2 separate regions of the Bicyclus anynana genome follow, and region 1 is linked to region 2. The links are chromatin contacts, called in public Hi-C maps. All regions are on one chromosome and are shown on one strand. Each heading gives the region's core, a stretch centred on a gene start, on an enhancer-like site or on the middle of the called end of the contact. The rest is flanking DNA. Distances are from core to core; before and after follow the strand shown. Region 1 overlaps LOC112053701 (serine/arginine repetitive matrix protein 1-like). Region 2 holds the start of LOC112055674 (mid1-interacting protein 1A).

Region 1 (7,143 bases), core at 2,341-4,840, 89 kb after region 2:
CATCAGCCATCCGTTACTAGATAACATCACAAAAAGTAATTTGCCATCTGACCATAATATGAACAACATAGACAAAAAACTTTTAAAGTTTTTCAAAGCAAAGTATCCAAAAATACAAGTTAGCCAAGGTCTTCCATTGGTAAAGGTTTAAACCAGATCACAAATTCAATAAATGAAATAACAAGCCTTATCTACTAAATAAAATCAATCTATAGTAATATTATAAAGCTTAAGAGTTTGTTTGTTTGTTTGCTTGAACGCGCTAATCTCAGGAACTACTGGTCCGATTTTAAAAATTCTTTAAGTGTTAGATAGCCTATTTACCGAGGCATATTTTATCCCCGTATTCTTACGGGAACGGGAACCACGCGGATGAAACCGCGCAGCGTCAACTAGTAAATAATATAATTTAATATTATTTACTAGAATTCTTTTTTAGATTAACCAAACTAAAAATAATAGTTTAATTGTGTACCTAACGTTGCCTCTACGGCGTAGGCCATCCCCAATTTTTACCCGACTGCAAGAAGGGTTATGTTTTTCGTGCGTATCTTGTATGCATGTATGTATGTATGCATGTATGTATGTATGCATGTATGTATGTATGCATGTATGTATGTATGTAATATTGTTTATTACCTCATATCTTCCAAACTGCTGCACGGATTTTCGTAATTAAGATATCGTTAGATTAGTCTTAATAACCCAAGTGTTCTTAGATAGGTGAAACTTAAAAAATACCAACAAGACGACTGTGAGACTCTTTAGACTCTAGGTGAAAAAAAATTTTTTTTTTTTAATATAGTCGTGACCTATTAAAAATGTAGACGAAAATCATTCTATTCAAAATAATAGGTCCCGACTGTTTTCTAATTGCTTTCTACACTTCTGGACTGAGCTTGTTTTTTTTCTTTTCAGATTTTGTATCATTTATGCAGTCGGGTTTTTTTATTTGTTTAATTAATTTATTTCCATTCGTAGGTTGTACGCATCACTAAACTTTCCGCTAATTTGTGAAAGCTTGGACTATTTAGATTAGGGGTCTCGCTAGACATTACCCCTCTGGCAATGCTTCTATTATGTAGGCATTCCTTAACATCGATGATGAATAAAGTCGTATAAAGGATTAGAGAATAGTTTGCAATACATAGAAATAGAAATAGTTCTACAAGCGATAACACAAATAGCTACCTACTTTAGCATAGTTGTTCTTGTCTATGTGTGTGTAAAGTGACTATTTTTTCACATTCAAATACATTCATTGTATTATTGTAAAACGCATTTGAACCGTTCGCGACCGAAGTCCAATATTAATAATTCCCGCAAGTCTATAAAATTAACATGACAAAGCAATAGGGTCAGAAGGTGTGGATTAGCGTAGAATAGAAAAGGGCCCATAGTTCGCCCTATATCCCATACAAGTAGGGCTAGTTATATATTCAGTTCAATATGAAACAAAAACAATTTCTAATCAAGTACAAGACAATACATATACCTACTTCTGAGCAAGATAAATAAAATCCTTATTCATTTAAGTGGAATAGCGATGTGGTTTTCGGAAAATCACGAAAATCCAAAGCACGCCTCATAAAACTCATTAGACATTTAGCACCAAAATATACCTTTCAACCTACAGTAATATTATAGGCTTGCTTGGTTGGCTATAATAGAATGTGTATTTCTTACAAAGCACTTGACTTACTTATTATGTAATGATTTATTCTGAATAGAATGAATTATTATTATACTAAGGGTCTGAACCTTTGTTACCTGTTAGCTCCAACAACCAGCATGATTTAAACACCATACGAGAACGTACCACTCGCCTGCTTTTAATTCTCTTCGGGGTAAATTTTGCCTGTATTTTATTTGCTTGGCAACATAACTCTTTGTATACTTACCTAGTTCTGATACCTACAACATTACATGCATGCAAAATTTCAAAGTAACAGGAAGTTGTTTAGACATGCAAAATTTTAAACTACGCACATACTTAATGTATTCGAACATAGGTATACCAATGGTATATCTACATAAGTACACGAAAGTAAAGCTTTGGTGGCTTTGTCAAAAAATTATTAAGTAATAAATTATACAATTTTAAAAGTTAGTAAAAAAGTTGATACTTTTTTATACTATGATTTGTGGACAATATTACTTGTACAATATATGTTTTCTGTGACAATATGCAGAAAGGTAAAAATTACGTAGTTATTTTAACCCGTCCACCTGTTCCGTCAACCTAAGGAAGCTCCTTAGACCAATTAAGTCTGTAATATTAACCCTCCGGTGACGCCGCTGAGGTCCATCAGAAAAAAAATCGATAATATATATTGCCCCATTGAAAATATGTATTGCCCCATGGAATTTGTCTTATTGCACTGTACGACATACATGACTATGTCGTACAGTGCATTATGCCATAGGTACGAACCTACGTCGTGGTTTGACATTGTTCCCCTCTTCGGTGGGAATACGGTGAAAAATATAGCCTATGTTACGACCTGAAAATGTAGCTTTCTATTGGTGAAAGAATTTTTCAAATCGATGCAGTAGTTTCGAGTTTATTCGTTACATACAAAAATACAAATCTTTAAATTGGTACAGATGTATTAGCTACTGCAAGGTAGTGCTAAAATTGTTCGTCGTTGCTATGTCGCAAATTGATACCCAGTTCGCAGTTGATTATTATGACCGTGAAGTGCTTTCATTTGTGTACAACTTGGTGTCATTGATCATTGAGATTTAAGTCACCTGATGAGTTACATCACCGAGTTATTACATATATTTTACATTACCTATTTGCTGCACATTTAAAACTTCTATACATTGGTTTTTTTTTTAATAATTTTGTCATATTACGAGTATGTCTTATAATACTTACTTATGCCCAATATTCCCGTTCACGTCCAATTAGTCGAAAAAAAACATGACCCCATGACCTCTGAGCGTGAGGCCAGCTCCTTTACCGAGGAGATTTTGCTTATTATTAGGCTCTCAACCTTATTCTGGCCGCCACCCCTTTCCTTTGAGAATACAAATGTGAACTATTAATGAATAGTTACATTATCTATTCAGTCGTTTGCTTGAGCCTGTAGCCATGTGGCGCGTCGATTATTTTTCTACAAATGCTAACGATTCGAGAATTAAAAAAAAATTGGGAGATACGATCAATAACTTGATCACTTGACCTGTCGACAATGAATGTCGATTCATTATCGACAGGTCAAGTGTCCTTTGAAACGTTTGCGATTATAGGAAGAGAATCGACGTGCTGACCTGACATGGCTACTGACCCTGTTGTTCCAGTGGTTAACCTATGTGACTTCGGATTACGAAGTCCTGGGTTTAAGTCTCGGGTTGTCTGCACTCTGCAGTACCACTACTTACTGCATCTACTGAGTTTTTCTAAGAAATTTTCAGCAAATATTTTCAGCCCGAAGTTAGGAAATTGGGGATGTAGCTGAGCTTAGAGTATATATATCGTTGGAAGACACCATCATTGTTCTCTTTCATTATCATTTCGCTATCAGCCTATCATAAAATCAATACTATAACTTTAAGCTAAACAGCATGCGCCATCTACATGGCGTCAGAAGAAACATTCAATTAGCGCCATCTAGTAGAGTATGCAACAAACATTTCGTAAACCTTTGAGTTCTGCGACGAAAAACAATCTTGAGAATTTATATTATTTCAGTAATTTGTAATCATTGTAATTTACAGTGGAAGGTTTTATTGACAAAAAAAATGTTTTACGAAGTATGGTACATAAATACAAGAATGCGTAAGTAGGTATCTACTATCTAGGTACATAACTGGCTACTTTACGGAATAAAAGTCCCAATTAATTTTTATATTTTAATGAAAATTCAACTAAACGTATAAATCTTATTTATACTTACAATAAACAAGTAAACCTATAGACACACTAGAGAGCCTTGTCAGTTGTCACACGGTAAACTATCAAAGTAGTCGATAAGTATCGTTATGCAAACAGTATCAAACTTGCAGCTAACTTTAGCGAGTTTCCTCTTAATATTCACCTAATTATTTGGTCGTTGAAATTTAAAGGTGGATTTTGTTAATGGTGACAAAAAAACGCTAGTGTGACGATAGGCTGAACGAGTAATATATTTACACTCGGCACAGGCGACTACGATTATTGTCGCACGTTCTCGCCAAATATTGCACTAACAAAAATATGGGACCAACTGGGGGCACCCTTATTACTCGACCGATGATTGCTAAAAGCACACATTTTTAACAAATAACGTGATAAACATACAATATATTGTTTACCGGCCATCTCTCAGATTCACAATTCATTAAAAAAACTTAGTATCAAGGTAGTAGCGCGCGCTTGAAAATCTTCGAGATGGTTCAGTAAAACGTATTCAATTTAATTACAATTTAAAATATGACTAACATTTTTTTTCTTTTAATTGAGCTAATTGTATTAAAGATACATATATGTATAAACTTTTTGTCAAATTAAGGTAACTTTAAATTGTTAGTTCTTCAGCATTTTGTTATGGTACACTTAACAAAATATATTTTTTTATTTTTTTAACAGAATTTGAATTTGACATTAGACGAAAATTCCCATTAGGTTGAACCATCAGTCGAGTGACTAAACAGAACAGCTAAATTCCGTATCACGATTATAATGCGACTTGCGACATCTTTAAGTATTCAGTTGCAACTTGAGTAACAATCATGACACGATCTTAGCCCAAATTGTAACGAGTAAACATTGTATATGAAGTAAAGGCAGTCTTACGCGTGGCCACGGTTGCTTACGCTATAGGGAGACCGCTAATACTCGTCTAGTCCTACGCTACAATACTCGATACATGTTCTAATGCCCTAAACTGAACGGCTGTTGATGGAATGAGCTAATATGGCACACTAATCAGCGACGTGCAGAGGGTTTTGACTATAATTCGCAATGTCAGCTGACTAATTCAGTAGAATTATCATAAAAATACAAGTTATTGTAACTGTATAAAAACTACAATGCATAATATAAGTAGGGCAATTAACCGCCTTTACATAAATTATACAAATTATAAAACTCCTTTAACAGTGTTTTTATACTTCCGTGGATTGCACGCCACTGACACAAATTGGCTTTAAAATGATGTCTTTTGTTTAATTTAATGAGTCGCCAGCTTTCTTTACATTATTAACTGAAAGACTATTTGAATATATGAAAGACATTGTTGTGAGGACATTCGCACTTAGGTATTTATTAAACATATGATATAGGTATACAGATGCTCCAAAACTATAGAATTCGTATTAAAATGTTATATCGCATAAATCCAACAGCCGTTTACAATCTAAATATGAATAATAATGGTACTACAAATATTATGTATTTGGAATAATAAAAATGGCCTCGCCTATATAAAACGATAACAACACTACTAACTACAAATACCTAATATGTCGACTAGACTACATCTTTGGAGGGATTTGTCTAGGAAATATGGAAGAACTACGTATCCCAAAAACATGCGAATAGAATGCATGGTTTGCACATTCAGTGTAAATTTAAATCTTAACATAAATGTTAAAAGCAATCAAAAATTTTAAATAGATTGCCAAAACATCATGTAAATAGCAAAAAAAAGCCATAATATTTTTATTCCACCCACCTCATCATTAATTTAGGAACGTTACTTTCAAGTAAATTATTATGGGTAACGTTGAAAAAGTGAATTATAACGGTGAAACTCGTTATGGAAATTGCAGGGTTCAGGCTTTGTACCATCGATCTTTTTAGGATGAAAGGTGGAACTTGTTATGTCTCCTTGAAAATTTTGTTCATATCAGATTAAAGTACTTTAACCTTCTATAAATTGTACATTATTATTTTCATTAGTGGATTATATTTACTTTGACAATAATACTATTATTAATTTTGAGGCGACGAGAACATTTAGTCCAGGGAAATTTTTATCTCATAAAAGTGGACACTCAATTGACACATTCGACAAACGATCTGAATCCAAACCACGAAGAACAAGAAGACGTAAGAAGTAAGACGAAAGTACAAGAGACTTACAAACACAAATCAACTAAGCAACTATAACAAATTCAACAATACACGATTAAGCAAACCATTTTCGCAAACTGTACGCTTGGGTAAACAAAGAAACTACAAGGATATGTAAATGAAAGGGTCTACTACTATTTGGCAGGGAAGATTATTCATGTACGTTTTGGTAACGCACGATTGCTAGACCGCACTCATTTAAGTGCTACCAAAACATAATTTACATCATGTTAGAGGGAGTCCAGGCGTGTACGTTGCACTGCGAGCAACGCAGATTGCTGCTGTAAACTTTTTCGTAGACCCTCCAGTGTCTGTAAAACCTGTAAAATAATAATAATAATTTAAATCGTTTTACGTGTATGAGTGACGGTGGACTGACGACATCAAGCGAGTCGCAGGGATTCGCTGGATGCAGGTGGCTCAGTATCGTGATGTTTGGGAGTCCCTACAAAAGGCCTATGTCCTGCAGTGGACGTCCATCGGCTAATATGATGATGGTGATGATGACGTGTATGATTGTCAATTCGTACATTTATAAAAACCTATGTTATGAATTTTCATATGAATATCACAAATCAAGGTTAGGAAAACCATAAATATTTTAATTGACAATGCCATTAACGCCTTAATTTGTTTGATAATCAAGTAACAAATCACTAATGTTATTAAGTCGGCGCCCGAAATAATATTGATGCGCAAAAAGCAATATATATAATGGAGATTTCCATAATCGTTATAACTGAAACATTTAACATTTTTTAAATGAGAAAAACCAACTATGTAGGCTAAATTAGTTAATGACTAATCTAAAACAGAATTACCTACGTGACTTGAAATTTATTCGAAATGAAAAAGCATTTTTATCATACGAGCGAAACCACAAATTGTAAACAGCAATATGGGGAAAAACTGAGACGATAATAAAAACCATTGTCATACAAACCTAACAAATAAATGTAAAAACCACGGAGTACAGCTTTACAATATCTTCGATAAGGGTGTGTTGTTAAGTGGATCAACTACTGAATATTCTAACATAAACAAAATTAGTGGAAAGTGGCAAAAGGTAAACTAAGGAT
Region 2 (7,254 bases), core at 2,172-4,671:
GTCGTTTCTGAAAGAACCACAGAAATTTTGTAATTTAAACGGCTTGAATTAAAACATCACTGGCTTGGCACCGCCTTCAAACTGATCAAAAAGTAGCACATAGGTAAGATGTTATTTTTTGCTTTTTAGTTTAGGTTAATTTTAGAGTTGGAAGTCGGTTGAATTTTTTTTATTAAAATTTTTATTACTATAGCTGCTGCCATCCTACTAATATTATAAACCCAAAAGTTTGGATGTATGTTTGGATGTTTCTTACTCTTTAACGGCGCAAGTTACTAAACGAATTTGGCTGATATTTGGAATGGAAATAGATTTTACTCTGGATTAACAAATAGGCTTTTTATCCCGAACCTTGGATTCATGAGATTTACGCAAACCTTATATTTTTGATGGTATAAGTGTTTGTTTCTCTTTCATGCCTCGGCTACTGAACCGAGTAGCCTGAAATTTTAAGTAGAGACAGATTATAGTGTTGATTAACATATAGACTACTTTTTATCCCAAAAAAAATCCATGGATCCCAAGGTATTTGTGAAAAAGTAAATTCCACGCGGACGAAGTCGCGGGCGTCCGCTAGTTTAGTTATAAATTGGTCATAATCTGATCGTTGTCTTTATAACGTCAAATATTTATACTTTGAGCCCACCCTCATAAGAGCAGCATGACGGGTCCAAACTCCAAATCATTCCTTTAATATTACAATAGCCCAGGAGTTGGCTTTTAAAAATTCGTTAATGTTGATAAATTGAATTCCGCATTTAATGAATTTAATACCCATTATGGTGAAGTCAAAGTTAGCGGTGGGTTGCAGGAGGCGATGTACCTACACTAGTACTAAATAGTTAGAGAGTTAATCAAAGCGATACCGCGATTATGCGCTAATAACAATAACGACAATTATTTTCACAGCAACGTGTATACAACCGATTCAGCTCATGAACGTAAACGAGTTGCCAACAAATACAAAACATGTTTTCAAGTTAACCTTAACTTTATTAATACTGTAATCTGTATGACGACAGTGGGTGTGTCGCTTACATAAAATACTTATCTACCAAATTGATACCACAGAGTGCAGATATATATCTAGTATATATGAATACTTATATACTAATATTTATCTTTAAGAAATTAAATATCACGTGTCTCAAACGGCGAAAGAAAATATCGTGAGGAAACCTGCATACCTACCTGAGAATTTTCTTAATTCTCTGCGTGTGTGAAGTCGGCCAATCCGCATTGGGCCAGCGTGGTGGACTATTGGCCTAACCCCTCTCATTCTGAGAGAAGACTCCAGCTCAGTAATGAGCCGAGTATGGGTTGAGAATGATGATGATGATGATACTAATATTATAAAGAAGAAAGATTTGATTGTTTGTTTGTATGTAATGAATAGGCTCAGAAACTACTGAACCTATTTGAAAAATTATTTCACTGTTGGGAAGCTACACTACCCTTGAGTAGCACTCAATAGGCTATATTACTTTTTTTTAAAAAAATAGGGGTTGAAAGTTTACATCGAGTTTCACAAAGTCACGCGAGCGTCCGTTAGTAGCAATATATTAGTAATTACAATATACATATAAAAATATAGCATGAATATATTCATTTTAGGTAATATGGTCTAAGAAACGGCTTTTAAGATGATAACCCAAGAACAGATTGTCTGATTTTTAACAATTATTATTTTTTGTCTCGTCTCGTTCGGCCTCGATGTATTTCCTCTCACATTGGAAAGGTAAGAAAATCACAAAAATGTAAAGGTTCTTCAGTTTAATGAAGGGAATCGACCCAATTGGTTACTTGAAAGTACGATAAATAGGCTGTTTAATATGGATTATTATTTTAAGTAACTACAATATAAATAAATGTTTATACTACTGTCATACAGAAAGGGGCAAAACAATTTTTTTTATTTTATCAATTGTAAGAAGATGTAAAACAGTTAATTGTTTTTATTTCATTCCGCTAACAGGTTAATGCAATATTTAGACATTTTAATTTGAGGCGGTATGCGCTGGGTCAAATTTTCTATTTTTTTAAGTCTCAGTTAATTTTAATTAACTATTTAGACAAATACACTCACATAAAATGTTATTCTGTTCTTACTCATAGGTAAAACGTTTTTTTTTTAAATTCTTTGTTTTTGGCATAGATTAACAGATATAGAGCACGGAACACGACGGTATATCAACGTTGCATGAGTAATTTTCAATATTATTCAAGAAAAATGGCGTCTTATGTTTTCAAATATTTTAAAAGCGAAAGAAATAAGATGAAGTATTTTTATTGGATATTATTGATTATTATATTAATTTACGTAATTGTTGTTAGTGTTAAATTTTGAAACACAAATTATGAAAAAAGTTATGCGGATGTCAATGTCAAGGAGACGCGTGACGTTTGTTTTTTATGGGTTTCACCGGCTTCACCACGCTGCTTGTAAACACTCATTCTGGATTTATTCTTTATGATGTGGTTTTTGGTAGATCTATATTCGAATATTCAATAAATGCCTGCAAAGAAAATTACTAAGTAAGATGGTTCTGTGTTTTATTTTAATTTAGTTAAGTACCTATCTACCGTGAAGGGAGTCAAATTGTTTTGAAAGTCAGGTACAATTATTTAATATTGACGTGTACACAAAGGAATGTTGAAATAACAACCTACCTAATTATTGATTAATTTAAACTACTTAATTCAAGTACTTATACATAATATACGTCCGTACCTATATTGAAATATAAACAAAACGATCGGCATTCGGTTCTAGATTTACATACAATGGTAAGTGTGAATGTATTCATGATCTTTCACCTTAATTACCCCAGTTACTATAAAACTTTTTACACATATTAATATAAAATTTATAAGTAGGATTTAATTAGGGTTGGTAGAAGTAGCCTCTACCTACCCTTTGGCAAATAAGTAGGTGCCTGCAAAGACCTTAAATATCATTGGGTGCCTGTTGTATTTTTTATTTCTAAGATAGTCAATTAAAAATAAATATTAACTGTTTTACATCTATGTTTGTATGTACTTATTAAAACTTTTGGGTCTTTTTTTTCTTTTAAGTAGATATTTAACAAATAATGTGTACTGGTAAAAATTTAAAATCTACCGATGAATCGAAGTAACGATGCCGAACAGCCAATCAGAGAGCCCGCATGTGGTGTGACTTCGTGGGACGCACCCAGTCTACGATCGCTTTGCATTAATAAATTCACTGTTCATGAGATAAAATTATAACAAAACAAAGATATATTTCTTATACATAAGAATGCTGTAAATACGTAACAATCAATGAATAATAACAATTTCTTAGGCTTACTGTATAATGTACAATAATGATAAAATAAAATACCGAGTTCGCTTCCCCCGCATCGTACGATCCAGTCATATAAATACGCGAGGACGCTCCCCACTACTTGCCAAACGTCAAAATCTCGCGTTCGTGTGCGGTCGCTTGTGCTCTGTGAATTTAATTTTTAAAAAATCAGTACGCGACGTTTCGTAAGCTCACATTACAAACGTCAATTAAATTTAATAAGTGAAAACCCCAGGACGTGTGTGTTCAGTGCTATTTAATACGTTTAAATATTACATGAAGATGTCTTTCAATACCGACATATCGACCAAATTGGAGAACAGCAGGTTGGTACAATTTTCAACCACTTTAAATGGCAGCGCCCTTCGTGGGTTCGATCTGGGATGTGATTTTGTGGTAACCTCGACACGAATTATTGTAGAAGTAAAATATAATGAGTTTTGAGATGTATAGAGGTTTAGATTGACGAAATGTCGAATTCCTTTCACATTAGCAGTATGCATCGTACAAATGTCGCAACCTCTGCAATCTGCATCTTATTGGCGTGATAAAGTCGTGGCGTCACTCCAACGGTGTCGAGTGTTCTTTTTCTTCTTTTTTCTGATCGACTTCAATGAGGTTATCCTGCATTGAGACAACTTTAATGGGCGTGCGCAAAGCATGACTCACGATACGTCAATGATAGAAAACTTTAATTCATTCATCAAACTATTAAGTAATCGCCGATATAGGTCAATAACATATAAAATTTTGAGCATGACATAACATAAAATCTGCTATGTAATCACGAACTCTCAGCGGCGTACTGTTCTTACATGTTTTAAAGAACTGCATACCTTAATTAATGTTCTGTAATTATTTATCAAATGCAGATTTTACCACTGGTTAAATTGTCTCACTAGTGCATACCCTGACTGACAACCTCCAAATCTAGACCAATAATGTAGTCAATAAGATATAGTTTCTACCACCCACCAGTCCCACCACATCTGGGGTTTTCCAAATTTTTTGTGGAATAATATTTGTCAGTTATATGTTGAATGAATTTGTTAAATGAATGGCAAAACCCAATTCTTTTCCAATAACATCAAGTTAGTGTTGTTTCAGAATCAATTTTGCTTTTCTTACATTGTACAAATTCATAAAACATCCTTTTAATTGATCCTTTAATTAATTGAATTATTACTGTATGCAGTAATGAGGTTGTACAAATACCCAATGAATATATTTAACACCAGGGTCGAATTAATTTATGTATACTTGACCCTAAAACATAACAATTAAGTGAACTTCTTTTATCTTTTGCAATACTCTGGACTAAGTAATGCATTTCATTAGATCATCCACTTGTTACTTCTTTTTTTTTTCGTTCTGTTCTCATGAGATCTGTCGGCTATGAGCGGAGGAAAATTTGGCCACTTGCTACTTATCAAAAATATGCCTTGTTGGTCCAGTGGTAATACTATGTGTTCAAATCACTAGGTCTGGGATTTGAGTCCTGTGATCTACTATGAAATAGTAAGATTTTCTTCTAAAAATTTTTAATCAAAATTCTCAACCTGGAATTAAGTTGATGGTGTTACATACCCCATGCCTTAGAGTACAAGATAAGCAGTTGGTCACAGTCAGTATAATTAACATCTGATTTACTAAGAATTATCACTATCACCCTAAGTCTGCCAGTCAGCATTATATCAGCGTGGAGCTAAATAACCCTGATCAATCTCATATATTTTTTTTATTTAAAGAATATTTGCTATATTTTTAAATACAACCAACATTTCCTTTCCCCTCCAATTAGTTGCGAAAGACAGTGTTAGTAGTGAGTACGATGATAGTCCAGCAAGCAGGGTTTAAACCATCACCTCTCTACAATGAGGCCGGCCCCTTTACCTTGGAGCTTTTGTTACTTAATATTGTCTATTTACTTCTTAGAGTACCAGTTTTGTGCAGATCTACTAATAGTTCAAGTATCATTTCAGTTTTCAAGCTTTTACAATAGCCACTTGTGAGATTTCCCTTCTATTTTGTCTTTTGTTGTGAGATTGTCTACATTTCTCTAATGCATATTACATACCTAAATGATATGACATCTTTAGATGGCTTAAGAGTAAAACACTATAAATACCACTCTTTTTCCTTGTTTTTTGAATATTTAGAAATTATCCTCCAGACTGGGAAAACACTAATCAAATTATTCTTGTTGAAAAATATATAGGACTAATATATTTTGACGGCCGCGTGGCGCAGTGGGTAGTGACCCTGCTTTCTGCATCCACGGCCGTGGGTTTGATTCCCACAGCTGGAAAATATTTGTGCGATGAGCATGAGTGTTTTCCAGTGTCTGTGTGTATTTATACATTATATAAGTATTTATATGTAGTATATAATTGTATATTAATATTATAATATCAACTATCTTAGCACCCATAACACAAGCTACTCTGTGGGGGGCTTACTTTGGGGCTAGATAGTGATGTGTATTGTTTATGTATATTTATTTATTTATTATTATTATTATTATTATTATTATTATTATTATAAATGTGAAAATAGCCTGTTTGACACTTTTGCATAGTTATACTGCTGAACTGATTTAGATGAATTTTGGTACAGCACCTTGCACCTTGGAGCAGAACAATAAGCTAATGAAGAATATCTTAGTATTCCATGGTTTTACAGTGTGGGGTGACAGAAAAAACTCACAAATTTCATGCTGAGTTGTAGGTATATTTAAAACCTAATTCTGGAACTAATTCAATTTGATATTGAACATTTTTCATATTAGTTTTACCTATTTAAATTATAAATCAATTTCATGTGTAACTTGTTTTTGTGATTACTAATTTAAATTTTAGTAGTAAAAGTAGTTTGAGGACTATAATTTATGAAATTCACTAAATGCCTAAAGTAAATGATCCAAATAGGTTTTACTTTTTCTAATTAACTTTTTTATATTCTTTATTGTTAGTAGTTGCTACACAAAAAGTCTAAAGACTCTGGCGATGCTTTTGCACTAGTCCAAAACCCCTGGTGATGACCTGTGATCCCATCCATTAACGAGCCTACACACAATCAGAAAAAAATTTAAAAAACATATGTGAAATAATACTACCTAGTATGCCAGTTATAGGTTAGTTGGTAATGTTTGTTCTCTTTGCCTCATTTAGTGTAAGAATATTGAAATTTTTTTCATCTGGTGCTAAGGCCTTGATCTGTCAACCTGTATGCTTATGTGTTTATGTAATAAGTTGCAAAATACATAAAGGCACACAAGGCCGCTTCGAGATTAAATTTTAAAGACCTGCTGATAAAACTTATATTGTCTGTTCTCTCCTTCTAAAGAATTGCACATAAGGTACCTACACTTCATACTGTATCAACTATAACATCTATGTGAATATTTGAATGTTAATAGAAATAGAATAGAAAAAAAATATAAGTATGTTTGTCTGAATTGAATAGGCTCTCAAATGACTGAACTGATTTGAATTTTTTTTTTCACTTAATGCTACTTTATCTGGGAGTAATTTTGCTATATTTTATACCTGTATTTGAGCAAGTAAGTTGTAAAGATTTTAGTGACATACATTTTATTCAGTAGTCATACAGTTTTATTTTTTAGCTATAGATTATAAAATCCTAGGTTCAAATGTTAGCTTTCTGGGCAAGAGCTTTCTATCAATAAATATTTTCAATAAATATTTTGACACCTACATTACACATAAGTACACAAAATAATATTTATGCATACCTACTAACTACCAAGAAGAATAACAACTTAATCATATTTTAAACTATAAACATTTTTTATAGACTGTTGCTAGGGAGCCAATATATACTGTGTCAGTAGCGAAGGCTGAAATTTTCTAATTATATAACCATTCAATTGTGTTTTATAATCAGAATGTGTTTTGGGCTAAATA

The links. A called contact is a pair of places that touch in the nucleus more often than the background predicts.
Region 1: a contact with region 2 is called in a Hi-C map of whole larva, with 4 times the contacts expected there. The contact joins the enhancer-like site here to the promoter of LOC112055674 in region 2. A contact is called at or near these places in 2 of 2 Hi-C or Micro-C datasets (whole body and whole larva).

What each region holds. Positions count from the first base shown.
Region 1 is chr1:7,232,346-7,239,488 of ilBicAnyn1.1, forward strand. It overlaps LOC112053701 (serine/arginine repetitive matrix protein 1-like), which reads right to left. Exons shown (of 7, transcript XM_052881361.1): 7 at 3,848-6,384. The coding sequence ends at 6,295. All of the region lies in intron 2 of LOC128198073 (a long non-coding RNA gene), which reads left to right. Among protein-coding and RNA genes, the nearest start is that of LOC112053703, 7.3 kb to the right of the region's middle. Within about 2 kb of position 3,591, at least 7 of the 8 cell types and tissues checked have open chromatin away from gene starts, as enhancers often do.
Region 2 is chr1:7,143,656-7,150,909 of ilBicAnyn1.1, forward strand. LOC112055674 (mid1-interacting protein 1A) reads left to right here and starts at 3,422. Exons shown (of 2, transcript XM_024095868.2): 1 at 3,422-3,654. The coding sequence starts at 3,605.